Linked DNA regions of Danio rerio: region 2 is linked to region 1. The links are chromatin contacts, called in public Hi-C maps. All regions are on one chromosome and are shown on one strand. The core of a region is the stretch at or near the end of the contact, and the rest is flanking DNA. Distances in the headings are between cores, read along the strand shown.

What was found. Hi-C and Micro-C count contacts between places; a contact is called where the count stands out from the background.
Region 2: a Hi-C map of an unstated tissue shows a contact between it and region 1, with 3 times the contacts expected there. The contact joins two enhancer-like sites. A contact is called at or near these places in 7 of 18 Hi-C or Micro-C datasets (caudal fin, embryo and an unstated tissue) and 2 of 4 datasets of contacts at active chromatin or transcription factors (caudal fin and embryo).

What each region holds. Positions count from the first base shown.
Region 1 is chr7:51,563,132-51,565,821 of GRCz12tu, reverse strand. No RefSeq gene overlaps it. Among named protein-coding and RNA genes, the nearest start is that of ascl1b, 9.3 kb to the right of the region's middle. Within about 2 kb of position 1,336, at least 8 of the 62 cell types and tissues checked have an H3K27ac peak or open chromatin away from gene starts, as enhancers often do.
Region 2 is chr7:51,617,620-51,620,309 of GRCz12tu, reverse strand. No RefSeq gene overlaps it. Among named protein-coding and RNA genes, the nearest start is that of pamr1a, 21 kb to the left of the region's middle. Within about 2 kb of position 1,304, at least 19 of the 62 cell types and tissues checked have an H3K27ac peak or open chromatin away from gene starts, as enhancers often do.

The DNA of each region.
Region 1 (2,690 bases), core at 87-2,586:
ATTACTTGAAACTTTTAGTTTTGTTCTGCGCTGTTGAAGGCGAAAAATCCAAATGTCTTTCTCTCTTTCTTTGAGGAACATTTTTTAAAAACAGTATTTGTTGGCAAACTCATGATCCTCTGCCCATTTTTGCTCCTAAAGGACTAAACCTTTCTTGAACGCTGTTTTTGTACCAAATCATAATTACAATCATCTGTTGACATCAGGCTCGTGCACACATAGGGCTCAACCTTTTTAGTCTTGGATAGAAAGTGCCCTTCCAAAATGATCAAAAGTGCCCCTGCGACACCCCCCCCCCCACCCCCCCAAACCAACACCACCCTTAAGTAGACGCGCGACAACACCGCTCTTGAGTACGCGCGCCATCCACTAATCCCCACCCCCCCAACCCCCGCTTTACAGTATGCGCGCGACAACCCCTCTGATCATAACGCGCGCGACAACACCGCTCTTCAGTACGCGCGCGACGACAATCCTTTTTTGAAATGTGTTGCAAGAACTAAAATAGGAATAATTTTATTTAAAAAACAAAAACAAAGAACAATAAAAATCATGAGGAACACATTAAATAATTAATGTCACAATTAAATAATAATGTTTGTTGTATTGTCTGCAAACAATTGTCTAAAAATTTAGAAACTATTACTTCCTTTTTGTATTTGCGTTTTTTATATTGTCCTAACTTATTCGGATTTGTTTAAGGGTTGTACTTCCTTATGTACAATTCCCAAGAAAAAAAATGCTCTATTAATAATTAGAGTTTTTTATAATTTGCTTTAACAGTAAAAGTATTAACACAGTGATGAGCTATAAATTATTTTTTATTAACAGCAAAAAATAACATACTTTAAAATAACCATACAATGGCTCCAATCATTTATTAAAATTAAAAACAAATCTACTACACAAGCCATTCTTTATAATGAAAGCATCAGCGATGAAGATAAACATCATCTCAGCCACTCATGAAATCATTTACATCCCTTTGCACCAGCAAAAGAACTTTCCATTTTTATAATGTAAATGAAACCCACACAGAAGACATGCCGGTCAGCAGGCCATTTGAACTGAAGCCAAGCGGTGAGGTCATACCTGCTCATTCTGATAACAATCATCTTAAGATAATGAGACAACACAGCTGATCAGCAGGAAATAAACACGGGAACACAAACATCTAATCAGCCAACCGGCCTCCATCCCAGTCCAGAAAGCTTGTTGATTATTTAGATTACGTTGAGGAGCCTGAATAAATTGAGAAAGCCACCCACAAAGAGGGCCTCTATCAGAGCAGCTCCTCAAACAAGCAGAAGCCATGGAGATATGAGACACCTCCCAACAATGGAAGTGTGGCTGAGAGATATAGGAACTTCAGGAGCGTATTTGCTTACAAGGCCCCGGCGCAGAAAATACTCACTGACCACACACACAGGTTGGCCAAATCTCTGTTTGTTTAAGCGTCGTACATTACAGGACTAATCTTTCCCTCATCTCTGACTTTCAAACATCTGAGATGAAAATTCCACTTAAAAGAAGACTCGAACGTGGAGTGAAACACACTCTCTCTTTTAGATGAGCAGTATACAGTTGGGGTTTGTTTTGGTGTGCGGTGAAGTTTTTTAGGGGGGTCGCTTTGGCCCTCGGCCGAGACGGGTGACTATTGTGTGTGTGTGAGGAGGAGTGTGTGCGGAGGGTGCAGGGCAATTTAAGACAGCGTTTAGCATGCAGAGCCAGACAGCCTAAATCAACCTGACTGCACACAATCATGAGCCCAGAGACAGATAAACAACCACTAGCAGAAAGAAAAAAGGTGGAGAAAGGACTTTTTCATGAAGCATAAAGGGGATCGTGTCATTGTGAGGCATGAAATCCGAGACCACAATATTGTATCTTAGGATTTGGCTGCGCGATTAACGTGGAAAGCAGAAGCTGTTGTTTTTGATAGAACATAAACAAATAACACAGAGTTTGACAGGTTGTGAGGACAATTACAATCAAAATATAGTTGTTTGCAAAGATCCCTTGAAGCAGGGGTGTCCAAAAACGGTCCTGGAGGGCCGGTGTCCTGCATATATCGGTTCCAGCCCCAATTAAACACATCTGAACCAGCTAGTAAAGCTTTTTCTAGGTATACTAGAAACTTCCAGGGGGGTGTGTTAGAGGAAGTTGGAGGTAAACTATGCAGGACATCGGCCCACCAATGCCATAAAGGGATAGTTCACCTAAAAAGGAATATTTGGTCTCCGTTATGTGAATGTTTGTTGCTGGGAATGTCATCAAATCTCATAGTAGGAGAAAAACACTATTGAAGTCAATGAGGTATTCACACAGACTTTTAATTTCAGCCAGCCTGCCTCAGGGCTTTTAGTGAACTATCTTTTCATTATAAAATTGCCACGTTTAAGGTCAGATTTCTTAAAAGATCAGCGATTTTTCACTGCCTGATTAATAATCCATATAAAGTGGGTCTCAGACCGGACAAGAAGCACTACATTGATTTCTATTTTTCCCTCGCCATGTTTTTAAAATATGACAGTTTATTTTACCCCAGTATATTCAATGGAGTTTCTGCGCTCGCTTGCTGCTACTGATGGTGCTAGTGGTTAGTCAGTCGTTTATCTCACTTTAGGCTTGAACAACTAAATGAATGCTTAAGTCTGTTTAACTGAATGTATTTTATTACGTTACAACAT
Region 2 (2,690 bases), core at 55-2,554, 55 kb before region 1:
TAAAATACAATGTTGTACTTAGTATAATTGGTTAATTCACTAATTAACTAATGATCAAATTTATTTTCATTAACTAACATTAACAAAAAAAAATAATAAATACTGTAATGTATTGTTTAATGTTCAAGTTATTAAATACCTTATTTTAACTAATGCAGCCTTATTGTAAAATTACTGTTGTTTTTGAATAAAAAATAACATTTTGATGTAACTAAAGCCTCTTTTAATCTCTAAATCAGACTAAAATGATCTAAATTTACTGTTGAAATCAAAATCATTAGCCCTCCTGTGACATTTTTATTATTTTTCAAATATTTTCCATGTGTTGTTTACCAGAGCAAGGGAATATTCACAGTGTATGCTATATATATTTTCCAAAGTCTTGGCTGGAATAAAATCATTTTTTAATAATGAAATAAAATAAAATTATGGTCAATATTATTATCCCCCTTAGTTGTCCATCGACATGCCTAATTAACCTCACTTGCCTAGTTAAGCCTTTACACTTTAAGCTAAATACTAGTATCCTGTAAAATAACCAGTGAAATATTGTGTACTGTCATCATGGCAAACACTAAAGTAACTAATTAGTTATAAGAAATGAGTTATTAAAACTATAATGTTTAAATAAAATCTTTTCTCCATTAAACAGCACTTTCACAAAGAATTCAAATTTTACAAGAGGGCTAATAGTTTTGTTTTTAGCTGTATATCTCCTCAGCTCTTCCTTTTCTTTTCTGAACAATATCTTGTTGTCTTCCTGCCATCCTTTCCTTCAAAACATGAGAGTAAACTTCAGTTGTAAACATTGTCTTTATATTCCCATCACAGCAGGCTGTTAATGCGGTGCCTCACACTAATATCACCCATCCCTGCACCCTCACTCCATCTCATTGTGCTCTCGCCTTCATCCAAAAAAGCCTGAAAGTTTTTTTTTTTTTTTCTGCCCGTCTATTCCTTAATCAAATCCCCCATTACACCCTTCCCAACCCAGCCTCGGGCTCCCAAAAACTCAGCAAGCGGGAGGCATCACGTCCCTATTCACACACACACACACACACACACACACCACCACCATCCACAAAAGCGCCAACCCATCCGTCACACTGACACCCCTCCCCTATAGCCCAAAACAAGAGCGGCTCGCACACACTCCAAACACCTTCACACGCAGCCCCGAAGCTCCCGGCCCGCGCCTCTCTCTTTTGTCCTGTCCCAACCGGGCCTCCTGCACAATGCAAGCAGGGCAGGAACAGAGAAAAAAGAGGGAGTGTCTGGTTTTTTGAGGCGCTGGACCGCCTTCACCAGCCCTCTTCTCTCCGGTCACCAGCAGCACCTCTTGTGTGAGGGGTTGGGACGGCCTGCCCCCCATTGCGCTGATACCACAACAATAAACTGGTGTCCATTCACAGGCGAAGTGGCCCGTCTTTTGCCGCATCCAAAATGTCCACAAAAGTGATGCATTGATGTTGGAGGGTCTTAGATTCGAGATTCTTTTTGACTTTTGCATGAAAAGAGGGGTTTTTTTGTTGACACGATGTGAAAGTTATTGTGATGCTGTCCCACTTGAGGCAGTGTTTTGTTTTTGTTGATTGTTACCAATTAAATGAGGGATTGGTATTGAAATTTGAGAGACCCACAAGGTGAGATCAAGAGGATCCATCATTCAGCTTCTTTACTACAGTGACATTTTTTTTGGAGATATAAAGTGCAGTGACTTGCAGCAATTGAAGTGTAAATTACACTGTAAAAAAAGCCGATGTTCAGCAGTTCTTTCTAAATTGTGTGTGTGTAAGAGCTACAGTAGTACAGCCAGGTTGATTCAGACATAGTAAAAACGCAATGGTTAATATATACATTGACTGTCATTCAAAAGTGTAGGGAAAGTGAGATGTTCTTGTGATGTTGTGTCTCTTTTGCTCACCAAGACTGCTTTTATTTGGTTAAAAATACAGTAAATAGTGTAACATCATGAAATATAAAAATATAAATGGATGTTTTTAAAATATTGTTGAATTTAATTGACTCTGTGTTGACAAAGATGAATCTTCAGCGGTTTTTATTGCTAGTCTTCAGTCATAAGAAAATGATCAGTGACAAAAATAGTTGTGGGGCTTTATGATTTTGTAAAACCTTTCTTTTTAGATAGACACACTATTTACTATACAGTATATGTTTATTTATTGAACATCAACATTGAAACTTTAAATTTAAAACACACATTGCCTAAATCCAGCAATCATTTTTTTTTATTAAAAAAAAGGAAAACAAGTAAGTTTTTGGAAACAAAATTAATTATTTTCATTGTTTTCAAAAGTAGAAAATAAGCAGTATCTTTTCTAAATAAAATAACTCTTGTTGTAATGAAGTGGCTGACACAGAGGAATCCATTTGCAGTATTTTTATTAAACACAGTTTAATAACAAATAGCACACAGATGTTATGCGTGTGCGAACATCAAACACAGCAGTATATCATCGTTGGGCTGGCGGCAGATAAACACAGGATGAGTATTCAGGCATGGGTCAGAGGCAGGCGGCTAGTATCAGAGTCGATAAGCAGGCTAGAGTTCAGAGGCAGGCGGCGAGGATCAGAGTCGGGGTTCAGGCAAAGGTACAAGGCAGGTGGCAGGCTGGACAAAGTTGGTAAGCGAAGCAAGGTAACAACGGGGAAGCAGGCAAGGATGAGAA